Regions from separate parts of the Mus musculus genome. Here region 1 is linked to region 2. A link is a contact called in public Hi-C data. All regions are on one chromosome and are shown on one strand. Each heading gives the region's core, a stretch centred on a gene start, on an enhancer-like site or on the middle of the called end of the contact. The rest is flanking DNA. Distances are from core to core; before and after follow the strand shown.

Evidence for each region. Hi-C and Micro-C count contacts between places; a contact is called where the count stands out from the background.
Region 1: a contact with region 2 is called in a Hi-C map of the G1E-ER4 cell line, with 1.8 times the contacts expected there. The contact joins two enhancer-like sites. A contact is called at or near these places in 1 of 39 promoter capture datasets (3T3-L1-derived adipocytes), 1 of 15 datasets of contacts at CTCF or cohesin (CD8 T cells), 23 of 484 Hi-C or Micro-C datasets (the C2C12 cell line, the G1E-ER4 cell line, LSK cells and 8 more), 10 of 115 datasets of contacts at active chromatin or transcription factors (embryonic stem cells and intestinal villus epithelium) and 1 of 9 other capture datasets (embryonic stem cells).

Annotation. Positions count from the first base shown.
Region 1 is chr2:60,400,663-60,408,382 of GRCm38.p6, forward strand. No RefSeq gene overlaps it. Among named protein-coding and RNA genes, the nearest start is that of Gm13580, 7.0 kb to the right of the region's middle. Within about 2 kb of position 5,014, at least 11 of the 459 cell types and tissues checked have an H3K27ac peak or open chromatin away from gene starts, as enhancers often do. A contact at or near this core is called in the G1E-ER4 cell line, where this site is marked.
Region 2 is chr2:60,327,443-60,335,174 of GRCm38.p6, forward strand. Ly75 (lymphocyte antigen 75) reads right to left here. Exons shown (of 35, transcript NM_013825.4): 16 at 7,008-7,122; 17 at 5,483-5,518; 18 at 4,877-5,052; 19 at 3,635-3,702; 20 at 3,284-3,366; 21 at 2,534-2,673; 22 at 948-1,053; 23 at 345-505. Among named protein-coding and RNA genes, the nearest start is that of Cd302, 47 kb to the left of the region's middle. Within about 2 kb of position 1,594, at least 8 of the 459 cell types and tissues checked have an H3K27ac peak or open chromatin away from gene starts, as enhancers often do. A contact at or near this core is called in the G1E-ER4 cell line, where this site is marked.

The sequences.
Region 1 (7,720 bases), core at 3,764-6,263, 77 kb after region 2:
TTATTGTTTTAAAAATAAAAACAATCTTCGTCAGCTTTATCAACGAGGAAGTCAGCGGAAGCCTTGGTGGGGCAGGCTAATCCCAGAAGAAAGGCAGCAGCTGTTAGAGGTTTGGGGCTTAGATGATGACCGGTTACATCGATCATACCTACTGCCTGCAGACACTGTGCTAGGACTTCTCATACAACCCTCAGATGCTATGACTACTCCCAATCTAGATGCAGAGTGTGAGTGCTCTAGGTCACATAGCTACGGAAGTCACTCTAGAGGAACTTGAGCTCAGGCCGACCATCTCACAGGATGAGCAGGATGCAGTGTCTGCCAGTGTGAAACTGCTGGGGATGCAGAATGAGATGCAGTGTCTGCCAGTGTGAAACTGCTGGGGATGCAGAATGAGATGCAGTGTCTGCCAGTGTGAAACTGCTGGGGATGCAGAATGAGATGCAATGTCCGCCAGTGTGAAACTGCTGGGGATGCAGAATGAGATGCAGTGTCTGCCAGTGTGAAACTGCTGGGGTTGCAGAATGAGATGCAATGTCCGCCAGTGTGAAACTGCTGGGGATGCAGAATGAGATGCAGTGTCTGCCAGTGTGAAACTGCTGGGGATGCAGAATGAGATGCAGTGTCTGCCAGTGTGAAACTGCTGGGGTTGCAGAATGAGATGCAGTGTCTGCCAGTGTGAAACTGCTGGGGATGCAGAATGAGATGCAGTGTCTGCCAGTGTGAAACTGCTGGGGATGCAGAATAAGCCTAGAGTATTATTTTAGATATTAAAGTAGCTACTAAAATGAGAACAGAGAGCATCTGAATAGGGTGAACGAAGGGTCCTCCTTACTATCCTTATCACCATTAAAAAAATATTTCTGTAATGTGTAAGAATTGAACACTGTCACTCAGAGAGTGGAGAGGGCAGAAAGGGAAATGCTTTGAAGTAATTAGGCAAGAGAGACGGTAAGGAAATCACACAGGATTAGGAACAAACATGGAAGTTAAGCCACAAGCAGGAAGAGGGTGCCTCCTACTCCACTACAGAGAGAAAAGCTTTAAGTTGGAAAGGCAGCTGCAGATGCATGTGTGGATCTGACCCCAGGAGCAGGGAAGACAGGAAAACTCCTCATGACCGATACTTACTTTCTCTGTGGACTAGGAGCCAGGCCATGGTCTAGAGAGTGTGAGATGAGAAGGTGGGTGGGTAGATCTGATCTGACTCAGATACTTCCACGCTGCCAATGATGGAGCTACCAACACTAGAACGAGCTTGGCTGAGCCCACATATGATTTCCTCCTGGATCCAAAAACGACAACTTTCTAACAGTGGTTTCTGCAGTTCACACCTCTTTTGTTTCTTAAATTCCATCAGAGGCTCCTCTGATCTTTGTTCCTCTGTACTTTCCAGAGACAGTGACAATCGGGTATATCACCTGTACCAAATCCCTTCTTACCTAGCATGCTCAGGGGGGAGGGCTGTGTTTCTGTTTTACTGACATAACCATGGCTAATATTTGCCTAGTTCTTCCTCGAAGCTGGAATGTGGGCTTCCTGAGTCAGGATGTTTGTATGCAAACATAAGAAAAGCTAACTAACTTAAAATGCAAAGCAATTTATTTAAAGGGTTTCTGAAGGCTTGCAGGATTGCAGGATTGGAAGGGTAGACAGTCAGGCTCTGAGAATGAATCTCGGCAGGTAGTCGATATGACACAGGCAGAAATCATACCACAGAAGTGGTGTAGTAACAGCCACTGCTGGACCCAGGAAAGTATGCTTAGCTGACAAACCTAATCCACACCCCTGTGTCTATACTTGAAGTGGCAGGGAATATGAACATGGAACTCAACTCTGAGACTCAGATGGTAGAGTGACACTTGTGTCTTTGTTTTTTGGGGGTTTTTTGTTTTTTGTTTTTTTTAAGACAGGGTTTCTCTGTGTAGCCCTGGCTGTCCTGGAACTCACTCTGAAGACCAGGCTGGCCTTGAACTCAGAAATCTGCCTGCCTCTGCCTCCCGAGTGCTGGGATCAAAAGAGTGCACCACCATGCCCGGCTCCCCAGTTGTGTCTTATAGATGGAGAAAACTCAAAGAAAGGGGATGAGTAGAAACCCATTCCATTCCATTCCATTCCATTCCATTCCATTCCATTCCATTCCATTCCATTCCATTCCATTCCATTCCATTCCTGATGTCAAGGATTAAACACTGGGTCTTGTGAATGCTACACAAACCGTCTACCAATGAGCTACATATCCAAGTCATTTAAATGTCTATTCTAACACCCAGTGTGTTGCGGTAAATCTCCAACCCAAATAAGCCCGTGCAAGAATACACAGCTCAATTAATATGAATACAAGCTGCACGCCTAGATTGGGCAGATCTCCCACCACACTACTCTATTCCCCAGCTATGAGATCCCTCATAACTTGTGGTTTCTCCAGGCCACGTGCTTCTGCTCCATTTTCCTTCCACCTCCTCCTCTTCAGTCTTCCTCTCGCCTTCCTCTCCTTGTTCTCCACCCCCCTTTTATTCTCTCCCCCAAACTTTTTAGCTCCACCTCTCCTCCACTGCCCAATCACAGGCTCTAGCCTTTATTTTACAAGTTAGAATGGGGAGAAGGTTCACATGAAGTCACCTGAGTTCGGGATTTACTCCTTGAACCAGGCAGCCCGTCTTGGGGAAGCAGAATTAGCATCAAAATACAAACAGCACCAGGGCAATCCAAAACACCAGTGTGCCCCGGCAGTGGTGGCACATGCCTTTAATCCCCATTTGGGAGGCAGAGGCAGGAGGATTTCTGAGTTCAAGGCCAGCCTGGTCTTCAGAGTGAGTTCCAGGACAGTCAGGGTTACACAGAGAAACCCTGTCTCAAACAAAACAAAACAAAACAACATCAAAACAAAAATAACCATAACACCAGTGTGTGTGTGTGTGTGTGGGGGGGGGGGGCTGTCACTGTCTTCTTGTCTCCTTGTCCTTCAGGACTCACCCTTGTCCTTGAAGCCCTGAAGCTACAAGCATTTGTTTTCTGCCCCCAAACTCCCATAACAATGTGCATCTTGCTTGGTCTTATTAAATTCTCACTTGTTTGTATTGATATTTGCAGCTTAAAATATTAAAGCGCTAACACATTTAAGGCTGAATGAACATCAGCCATCATTTAATCTAATGGGCCCTGGCTCATCAACTCACAGAAGTCATGAGACCTTTCCTATTCATGTCTGTGCACGCTGCAGCTTCCAGCCTAATATCGGCCTGTGATAATATCTCGCATCAGCTAAACTAAATCAAAGAACCCCTCCAGGATTTTCTTGTCCCCATGCCCTTCTCCTGTACAGCCATCCCTCTAGCCATCCCTCTTTTTAAATTAGACACTCCTCCTGCACTGGCTAGGATCAGATTTCACTCTTTCACCCTGAACTTTCAGTTGCCTTTGTAGACTCCTGCACACTGGTCTGAAATACAGCTAAATGTCCATTTGTCATCGCCAACCTTTCTTGTGGGTCTTCCCTTGGATCTACCCCCATGCTCTAAAGCGATGTATATTTCAGCTCAGTTGAACATAATAATGGCTTTCAATATGACATTCCAGGTAAATATGTTGTCATCATATTTGGCCCCCATAACCATTTCTTGTCTTTGCCCGCCCCCCATTCCCACTGTCCCTCCCCATTTCCAATCAGTTCTTTGTGATGGTAATATTGTCAGCTTGCTAACTAGGAGGCAGGCCTCTGGGTATACATAGGTTTGGAAACTTGCCGGAAGGCCAGAGAATCAGGCTCTGAGAATGAACCCCAACAGGCAGTAGTGATGACACAGGCAAAGTGGGTGGGCACACTACCACTGAGGAAAATGCCTTTTCCTCTCAGCAACACTAACTGCATTTTTATCCTCGGGGAGGGCTAGCCTCATGCTCCACATTCCTCCCCTGACAGAATATCCACTCACGCAATCTCATGCGTGTCGTGTACACTCAAAGATGCTGAGAGTTCAAGAGCATAAAACCACGTCATTCCAGGAAGATTCCACTCTACAATGCTCCGTTGCTTCATCCAGTTCCTGTAGCCTTCCCACCCCGTCTTCTACGATGTTCCCTTTCAGGCATTGACATAGATGTCCCATTTAGGGTTCAGCATTTAGCAGTCAATTTAATTCTTAGCACGTGACCAGCTATGAGTCACCCACTGCCCACTTAGAAAACGAGCCTCTCTTATCACAGAAGACAGCGGTACTAATCTACATGGGCACAAAACAATATTTAGAAGGCAAAATTGAGAAGCACATTACTCCCAGTTAGTAGACCGATAGCAGTGGAGTCCATACTAGGTCATGTGACTCCCCTAGCCTTTGATGGGCTTCACAGTAGCAGAAATGAGTTCCTTCCTGTGGAGTGGGCCTCAGAGCCAATCGGAAAGTGATTGCACCCTATAACAGCCATGTTGCTACTGCGCCAGAGTGCTCCTGTTGCTTGGATAGTCAATGTTATGATACGCAGAGACCACAGCTGAGCATGACTGTTGATCAGAGTGTCTCCTGCAGCCTGTATAACAGCTTCCAACAGTATGAGGGCTACATAGTAGGGAGGAAGCTCCTAGCTCAGTTATAGCTTGACTTGTCTTATTTCAGTGACCTACATGTGAGGTGTCTTCAGCAGGAAGGTCTTACCATCCAATGCTAGTGGGAAAACAAGAACACTGGCAGTAGCTCGTGACTTGGGGGCCTTCAGGAGCTTTCTGGAACCACCACCCCTAGTCCTTTCCTCCACATTTAAGAAGGGGAGTTGAAGTACAGACCTCACTCAGCCTCTACTATTTTCTTGAAGGCTGGCTTTTACTTTCTCACCCTTGGATTGACCGCTGGCCCATGACGTTAACTGCCAATAGTGAACCACCCTTTGCTACATCCTCCTGGGCATCCAAATTGTGTTTGATACAGTGATCATGTGACCACGCCTTTCTCCTCTCCTATGAGACTGCAGTACCGATTTCTTTGCTGCCTTTCTTCCTCCTTGCCTTAGTGGATATTTGCCAACTTCCTGATCTGTCTCTGTTTGAAGAAGTAGTGGGAAGGTCGTAGAATCCATGGGGTACAGATGGAGGCTGTGACTTCTCTCTCCTCCTCTCTCTTCCTTCTTCCTTGTCTTTGTCTCCCCTTCTCACTTCCCTTCCCTCCCCTCCCCTTCCCTTCCCTCCCCTCCCCCTCCCCTCCCCCTCCCCTCCCCTCCCCTCCCCTCCCTTCCCCCTTCCCTTTCTTCTCCCCTCCCCTCCTCTCCTCTCCCCTCCTTTCCCTTCCTCCTCCCTCCCCATTTTCTTCTACTCCCCTCCTCTTCTTGCTACAGTACTAGACTCCAACTGGTGTGCCACCCACCAAGACTGTTGCATGGGAAATCAGAAATAATTTCTAGAGGAAGATGAAACAAGAACTCAGGACCACTGACAGTGTAATGTCAGCCCTGATGTGCCCTGCCTCCTGCAGCCACCACAGACATGACCATGATGGTCTCAGCAAACCATTCATGTGGCCTCCTTGAGTTTGTCTGAGCTCACAGCTGCCTTCCTCCTCCTCCTTCTTTCCCCCCCCCCCTTTCATTTTCTAATCTCTGTTCTCTAACATGTACTCCTATCCTATCAAATCTGCCTACGGGTGGGGGCTGTGGTATGCTCCTAAGATATGTGGCCAGCACATTTTCTTTTCTTTCTCACTCCTGAGTGAAGGTTTTCTGGACATTCTACTCTTGCCTACCTGCCTCCACCTACACTTCCACCTTTGGAAAATTCACTTATTTCCCAGGTATGAATGGCCTCCTGGCCTTTTTCTCCATTTCCCCTTCTCTCTCTCTTCCCTTTAATCTCCCGTTATCAAGTGCACGTGCCCAGGATGAGATCCTGATAGCAAAATTATCAAGATTAACCCAGATACGTTAAGTTTCATCCTGATAACTATTATTTCTCTCTTCCTGCCGGAACACTCTTCATGTAAAATTTCAACCTTCTCCATCCCTTACATCCCTGGCCAATAAATAGTCCCACGTTCTGTTTATTTTTCCTGCCCTGTAACTCACAACGCTTCCTTTTCCTCATACCGTTAGTACTTTGTTCTTGTCGGAACAACTGCCATATGTCTCCTGTCCCTAGCTGTTTACGGAATGAACTTGATTAGAGTACACGGCATCTCACCTGCCCTTTCCGGTAGCTTCAGTAGCCCTGGGTTAACGAGGAAACTCTCCCAGGTGACCACTCACAGTCCAGTCCTAACGTACTCCCTAGGCGCTCAATCTATGTGTAAGGTCCAAAACCACTGCGTGATCTCTTGTGGTGTTCAATGCTTCCCCATCTTCATACCCCTGCTCTGGATATTTTCATGATCTGAAGTGTTTTTCTCGATAGTTAATCCCAAGTAACAACTTGGTGCCATTTCCTCTGTGAGGTCCACCTTGTCCCCATGGAAAGGGCTGCTCGACCTTCAGTATACACAAAGATCACATGGGCACCCTGATGAAATGCAGATTCTGGCTCAGTCATTCACAGTGATGGTCTGAGAGCCTTCCTCACAAGGTCTCAAATGACTGGGTGGGTCTCTTGGAGCACACACCGATTTAGAGCAGTGGTTATCTACCTTAGGGTCTCCACCCCTTTGGTGATTGGATGAGCCTTTCACAGCGGTCACATATAAGATATCCTTCTTATCCGATACTTACATTATGATTCATAGCAGTAGCAAAATTAGTTATGAAACAGCAATATGAGGAACTGTGTTAAAGGGCCACAGCATTAGGAAGGTTGAGAACCACTGCCCTAAAAAGAAACACAATCTTATTCTAAAGCACAGGGCAAGAGCCCTCTACACACACACACACACACACACACACACACACACACACACACACTTGCAACAGCATCTCCCATGGAGCCCCAGCTGGCCTAGAACTTGCTGTGTGTACAAGACCTCAAGTCTGTAGCAATCTTCCTGCCTCTGTTTCCTGAGTGATGTCAATATAGGCGAGCACCACCACTGCCAGCCACCAGGCAGGGTCTTTGTATTATTCACATACAATACGCTGCAACTTTTAAAACACTCATTTTGTTTCTTCACCAACAGTGAATGACTTTGATGAATAGAAAGAGTGAAGGAGAATTAATTTTAATTAAAGTGAATAAGATTCCAATGTCACCTTTTAAACTCTGCTCTGTGGTGACTCATACATCTCAGTTTATCTACATTTTCCATGGATGAACTTATAGGAGAAAGAATACTGAACCTGGGATCCCTGCATGTGAGGATAACCCAACATGTCTGAGACAATGCGAACAGAATTGTACGGCCAGAGCTCCGAGTTGCACAAAAAGGAGCCCTTTCTATTTCCAACAGAAAAGGAATTTGTAAACATATATTAGAGAACTAACTCACCATGAGTAGGAAGAACACTGTAGTCCTACAATCCCAGCCTCTGAGTTTTGGAAAGCCTGTGTGCCCTCCTCCTCCACTCTTACAGATTGGATTCTGAGCAGGGTCGGATTCTTTGGGTTGGTGTTAATTATCAATGTGAAACCGCCACAAAGCCAGAGGCTTAAAACACCAACAAGAAACTCTATTTCTTCAACTCCTTAGTATGTAATTTTTCAAACAAACCAAAGCAGGCCCCTCCTTTGCCTGTCCCCTTTCCCAGTCAGTCACTATGGGCTTCTTATGTTAGCGACTTCTCCCCAGCTCCTCTCACCTTGAAGTAGCAGGTG
Region 2 (7,732 bases), core at 344-2,843:
TATAAATGGAACTGTGCATTGGGCCACTCCTTTATTGTTATTTAAAATGTTTTGAGACAGGGTTTCCTATATCCCAGACTGGTCTCAAACCTACGATATAGATAAGGGTGCCTGAGCTGCTGACCCTCCTGGCCCTGTCTCCCAAGTGTAGGATTACAGGCTTGTGCCGTGCTTCCTGGTTTATACGTTTGCTGGAGACCAGACGCAGGGATCTGAGCATGCTTCGAAAGTACTCTACTGAGCTATAGCCTCAGTCCCTAGGCTACCACTCTGTATCTAGTAATTTTTGGAGATTCAATCGTTTCCCAGCACTGAGTAAGATGACTGGCATACGACTCACTCACATTCGTTGGTATGCTCAGCCTCCGACCGACCAGCAGTGGGTGAAAGTTGCTGTAGGTCAGCTCTCTGTTGTCTGTCCATCTGTTTATCCTTTCGTAGGCAGTCCAGCGCAGACCAATCCATAGACTAGCTTCCATTTCAGGAAGCAAGGATATAATGAAATCTGTTATAAAGAAATTTTTAGGAAAGCAGTTAGGGTCAGAGAGCTAGACGGCCCTGAGGACCTGAGCTGGGTTTTCAGAACCCACACGGTGGAAAGGACGGACAGAGTCCTTCTTGCATGTCATTCTCTGATCGTCACATATGAGTGTGTAAACACACACACACACACACACACACACACACACACACACACACATAAATGCATAAAAAGTAAAAAAGCATTTAGATTATCAAGATAGCCTTTTGCCTTCTCTAACGGAAAGTCGATTAGCTGTATGATTTTAGCTTCTCAAAACTAACTTGGCTCCCAAATCATACCAAAGCAAGGTTTCCAGCATATAGCACTTTCCAAGCTGTGCGGAGGCCCTAGTTTATCCCCATTACAAACAAACAAACAAACAAACAAACAAACAAACGGCACCCTTTCCCAGAGATTCTGGTACCTTGTTCACCCCGGCTCAGCACGGAAGGAAGGGTGCCGCCGTAGGAATGACAAATGCCGCTTGCTTGAGAAAACGTAACGGGCCCAGAGTTGACCTTTAGGAAGCACTGTAAACAGAGACACAGAGGAAGCCTCAGCCCCAGACACAAGAAAACCACCGAAGCAGCAACACCTCACCTTTAGCGCGCTGCCGTCTACCTGTGAGATGTGCAAATGAACGACGTGACTTCAAATTCATACTTTCAATAAAAACATGTGACGAGCTGTTTTCATGTTATTTATTACACGTATCTTTAAAATGTCTCACTTGTCGAGTGTGTCTCCTGCTTGCCCTGCGGCTTTTGTATTCGGACAGTCATATCCTTATCTCATTTAACTCTCAGAACAAACGAGAAAGCTGAGTCAAGTCAAGCAACTTGACTCAGATGCAAAGCAACCGCTGAGTGGTGAAGTGGTTATCTCGAGCCTGTTCTATCGGAGAGCAAGTCTGGGCTCTTTCTTAGTCATCGCTCCTATTCTCTGACACATATCTTTTCTTTTGGGTAGGACATTTTAATTCAAGTTTATGTCACTGTGCAAATCAGCATAGATACAGCACCTTTGAGGAATTAAAAAAATTATCCTGTGGGTTTTTTTCCCCCAAGTCAAAACATGGCTGAGATCGTAGGTCAGTGATAGAGCTGCCCCTCCCCGAATCCAGAAATCAAGATGGCCCCTGCTTCACTGCGGGCCCTTCTGCTGGCAAATCCATCTATCTCTTCCTTTCTATGTGATTAGGAGCACAGATCAGGGTGGAATAGTTTGTCTCAAGCCGTGTTCCATTCTACAATTTTTGTTCAGCCTTCTTATAGGCTGGATGGTTAAAGGAAGCTGAGCCACAAGGAAAGTCACTGGGTGATTTCCAGAAACAGTCCCAGAAGGACCACCCTGAACCCCATGGGAGATGCCCTGTGTTGACTATGGCAGGGCAGAAACAAGGGGCTTGCTGCTCTTGAAGGCTTTGTGGGGTCTTCACACCAGTCTAGACTACAGCCCTCTACACATCTTCCAAGTGAGAGAACCAACATGCTAACATGAGGTGACAGTTTCTTCCTAGCATCCCAGTGAATCTGCGATACACACATACAGCAACAGTAAGGCTCAAGCATCCCCGAGAGGCAAGCACAGAACTCGCCATTCACCAGACCTATTGCATCATCGGTCTCCCATGGGGACAACATCAAGGTTAAGTACTTTGTAGCACTTATGGGGTCTCTGACCTAAGCTGATTGACAGAGGCTACTTAGATTTTTCTCTTTTAAGGGGGAAAGAAAGCAGCGCCCTGAAATGGAGTCACTTTCCTCAGGCTGTGGGGTTAGGAACCAGCCAGTGGATCGAAAGTCATCGTGGGTGCTGGGAACAATGAATACAAAGGCCGGTAGGCATGACAGCTTGAGAAATGAGTTTGATGTTGCTTGTGTTTCTGGAAGCAGAGGCCACGTGGGAAGTGCTCTCAGAGAGGGGTCTGAGAGGCTGCCCTTCTACCACAGGCTATCCAAGCAGCACCAAAGCGACCATGGTTGGCACAGTGAACGATTCTCTTCTCACCTTATTTTGAAAAGGAATCCACTTCTCAGTGCACTGTACTTTGGCTGCAGGATCTGGGCTGTATTTCTCTAATGAAGAGACATTGTATCTTTCACAGATGAAGGGCAACTTGGCATTACAGTCCGCTCGTTTACTTAAGTCTGAAACGGGAGAGCCGGAATTGTGATGATGAAAACTTTTCATTGAGAGCATTTAAAAAAAAAAAAGGCTAAAAAAGACAAGGTCCTACTTTATCATACAGTTTTTGGTGCTAGGGACAGTCTGAAGACATTCCTGATAGTTAAAATATATGCTTGGTCTTTACTGGTCATTTCTGCCTCTACTATTTTTCATGTCAAGAGGTTTATATAATAATGATATTGCCTGTAAAAATTACACATTTGATAAAGCAACCATATGTTAAGCCAGAAAAAGGCGGGGTGAAACAGGAAGAGAGAGCTGGCAGGGATGTCTAACGAGGGGATGCAGAGCTACTGTCTGCTCGCCCCTGCAAACGTGTCTGTCTGCTTATCAATTATACAAGCACTAAGCGTAGTCTAAAAGTAATAAAAGATAAGAGAACTGAGGGTAAAAGAACTGAACATATCCATATTGGAAAGAGCTTCTCTTGGCAATTTGAGCTACTATTATCAATGGTAAATTAAGAAGAAGCCACTGGACGTTCACTCAGAAGGAAGACAGATTTAGGCAGTAACTGAATATGAAGTTCAGATTACACAGTCAACATGGAAGAGTCAGAATGAAGTTTACCAACAAGCCACGTCTTGGCTGACATGTGCAAACATTCATCTCCAAACGTCATGGGGAAATGGTGCCACAGGCGGCGGCGCGAGCTGAAAGGAAGGGGGCGGGGTGAGAACTTGTAGTGCAATTATTCGTCCTCTACATCTTCCTTACCCTAAATCATCTTAATTATCAACTTAATGTTAACGTTATCGTTTTTTTAAGCCACTCCTTTGATCCCAAACATGCAGAGAAATCTGGTTTCTCAAATGTATGGACTAATGTTTAAAACTTTAGGAGTCGTAATCTCGCACAGGGGAATGAGGACTGCCTCTTTTGTAGTAAATTGATCCAGTTGGTATCTAAGGTGTTACATACCCTAGAAAGTAACGATCAATTGGATTCTCACTCGTTTTCACCCACCACTTCTGTTCCTCGCCAGAAATCTGAAAAGAAACCACATACATGTGCTGGATACTCTAGGACACTTTTCATTTAAATATTTTGTTTTATCGTAACCACAAAACCACAAAAATCTCCCAAAACTCTATTACTTGGTTTCAAAAAATAATATACACTGGGATATTTCATCAAAAATAATCAGACATATCTTACTTTATATAGCCATAGGTCCTATTTTGGATACAGAAAATTGCTGCTATAATCATACACACACACACACACACACACACACACATATATATATACATATATATACACATATACATATATAAGTTATATATACATATATAGAGAATATATAATTGGACCAATATATTAATTGTGCATATAGTGTCTTATTATGGTTAATTATAAACTTTAAACAATACTAATTTCCCACCCAAAGGCTATTCTGCAATTTAATTTTATTTTCTACTAGTAGAAACAGAAAGTTAAAAAGTTAAAAAAAAACATGATAATGAATAAGGATTATTTATATTCTCTACCGATACATACCTATCAAGTTGATATTTAATATCAGTCATGTAAGCAATTCTCTTTAGCCTTTCTAGCATGATTTTGGATGCTGTGAAGCCCATCATATTTTGTATGAGGATTTAAAATCTCTCTCTCTCTCTCTCTCTCTCTCTCTCTCTCTCTCTCTCTCTCTCTCTCTCTCTCCCTGTATTCTTCCCTCCTCCCTTACCCACTCACCCCAACCCCTCTTCTGTCTTGTCTACAGTTCAGGATGATCTGGCCTCAAATTCACAACTTTGCTGTCCCAGCCTTCCAAGGGCTGAGATTATATATACTACCTTGCATGGTCAAGTTTGGGTTTTATAGTCTTTAGAAATATTAAGTGAAATGTTGTATAAATAATATGTGAAGTAATAAGTGAACTAAATATAAACATAAAGAATTAAAATCCATTTGTTCGGCTGGAGAAGTGGTTCAGTGGTTAAGAGCACTGGCAGCTCTTCCAAAAGATCCAGGTTCATTCAATTCCCAGCAACCACACACTGGAGCTCACGACTAGCTGTGACTACAGCTCTAGAGGACAGTTCTAGGGGGTGCCCTCTTCGGGCCTCTACAGGCACTGCATAAACACATTTTAGGCAAATACTCATATACATAAAATAAAAATAAATAAAAATCTCAAAATACATCTGTCTATATTACATTTGCTAGTTTGTTTTTGATAGCTTTTAGTCCTGTGAACGATGTTATCGTGGCAAGAAAGCTGTGATTGCTAGCACAGTATAAGACGGCTTCTTCGTAGTTTAAGTGGGGATCAGCAACAAACCAGTATTCACTTCCTTCAATTATAACTGGGGGCCCATGAATTCCAGTGCGCTCTAAAGAAGAAAACAGAGTTACAGCTGTGATAATCAAACACAAACGGCTAAGCATGGGGTGTTCAAAATGAATGATACATAGTAACCACCACCACATAAGTAAGTGGCCCCCCAAAGGCCTGCTGCTTCCCTGCCCAAGATTCTATTGGCAGGTGGAAGAACCATTAATGGAGAGGGCCTAGTCGGAAGTCTGGTTATGCTGGACTGTGCCCCTGGTGCCTGTAGCAGGCTACCAGCGGAAACATCAGTTGTTAAGACAAAAAGGAAGCTCTGTCTCTGCTACCTCATCCCATCCCACCCACATACCACCTCTGCAGCCTGCCGGCATTTTACAAGAGAGCACGAGAAGAAAGTAGCAATTAACAGCAAATGACATGCATTATCCAAAAAGGTCCAAACTGAGATGGCTACATTTTGATGCTCAGCTTACCTGGATTATACCAGTCTGGCATCTGGGGAGTGCTACCTAGGCGAGAAGAGAGCAGTGGCTTATGGTTAGTCCTGGATCACAAACCAAGCATCCTATAAATGGAGAAACTTAGGTGATGGCGAGGAGGCTCGTTCATTTTGGATCAAACTGGTTCATGTCCAGTTGAAAACACCAAAGTGGGATTTCTCAGGGTTTATACTAATGCTTGCTTTAGTACTGACCTTTTAAAAAGGCATACCTATTAAATGTTAATTAAGTATTGCTAGTAGTCTGGGTACGCAGTTCAATGGTAAAGCACTAGCCTTGAATATGCAAGGCCATGGGTTCAATCCCCACGATGAGAACAGAAAGAAAAACTTTTTGACTTTTAGTTTGTATTAAGGAAGTCGCACACACACACACAAAATATAGCCATCAGATGGGAAGCAAAAATAGTGAGATTCTGTAGCCGTCACACACACGCACCAAGGGAACTCCAGCAAGGAGCAAAATTACATCGAAAGGAGCCTGAGACTCTAGCCTATAAAAGTGGAATGGATTTTCACCAGTTGCCAAGATGGAGCTGGGAAACGTACAATGGCATAGTAGTGACTTCTTAATGAAGACTAAACAAAGCTGAGAGGAAAATAAGAAAGTCACTCGGGAGTTCTGAATTGAAATGGGAAAGACGGCATGCTCAGTAAATTCTGGGCTTTGGCATTGGGTGGCCAGATGTCCACACACGCTTTGCCTCTGTCATACCCTGGATCAGATCCCTGACACCAGAGCCTCCAGTTTCTACTCTGTGAAAGAGAGTCTCTACTCACAAAGACTGTGAGGATCACACCTAAGAGGCACCTGGGCATTGGTTCTCACAGAACTCCAGTGGCTTCCCACCCCATTTCAATCCAGCTGCAGCCACACTGATTTCAAATAAATACGTACTTTGCTTAATCTTAGAGCGCATAGGGTAAATGTGTCGGCCCTAAATTCATGTGGTCTTGGGACCCAAAGCATTGGGTTTTCCTCAGAGCACTGCCTACATATATCAAGTATGCTCAGTTTTCCTCTTTGAGACAGCTCTCTTCATTTTGGATAGTTTTTACCAATAGCACTGGAAGACAGTTAAAACTGTACATGGCTTCTTATTTATAATCTTGTCAAAGATAAAGCATCTCTTTGGAGCCCAGGCTGACATCCAAGTCGGGCAATCTTGTCTTGGCTCCTACGTGCTAGAGTCTACAGGTGTGTACCACTATGCCTGACTTCCTTCCTCCCCCTCTTACCCTTCGTCCTTCTTTCCCTCCCTCCCTCCCTCTCTCCCTCCATCCCTCCCCTTTCTCTTGTCATTGCAGGTTCTACTGTCATTTTTTAACTGGTTTCTTGAATTCGAATTTACATAAACTATTAGCATTCACTGAAAATTACTTCTAAATTTTACAAGGACCTGCCCAATTTTGACCTCTGCACTGCTGCTTCGTTCTTCCCAGAACACCTTCTAGGCCAGCATTTGCAGCGTTTGAGGCTGGGGGAAGCAGTGACTTGCCTTTTGGAATCTGGCACACCCACTCAAGCTTGGCATCACAAGCAAAAGGTTTCCAGTAAGCATAGTCCTTGTCCTCATAGAGATGCCAGACTCTTCGCCAAGGTACATCAAGGACCTAAGGGGTGAAAAGGATGGTGTGAAAAGGATGGTGGGATATTCTGAAGTGGTTGCATTCCTTCCCAAATGCTGGAAGCCACGGCCTCCACCTCTTCTTTAGTTACAACACCTACCATACTTATGAAGAAATGGGACATTGAACAGTAACTCAGCAGCTCGGGCAAGGGTTTTCCAAGTGACAAAGGAAACAAAGGTTGAATTTATGTCCACAATACTAGTTGTCCTCTTTTTTGATGACATGACACTCTATTTTGCATTTTTCCCATTTCTTTTTGCAACAAAACCTTTTCCTCGTATGCATTCATTGTACTCCGTGTTGCAGAAGGACAGTTTTATGTTTGTATACAATACATGCTGAGCATCCTGCACTTTTCAAGTTTGGGAGAGACTAAAGTAGTATCCAAGCCAGACTATAACAGAGCATCCCAGAAAGTGACAGCAACTCCTGGGCCCAGCAGCGCAGGCTCCGGCTTTAGTGTTGCTGTTCTACTTGTAGGATACGTGATCAGGACGGGAAAGGAACGTTGAAGGCACGAGCTGGGAGGAGCCGCCATCACTATTGTGATTCTTTTTCTCTTAAGGCCAGGTTTATGAGTATTGTGCAGAGA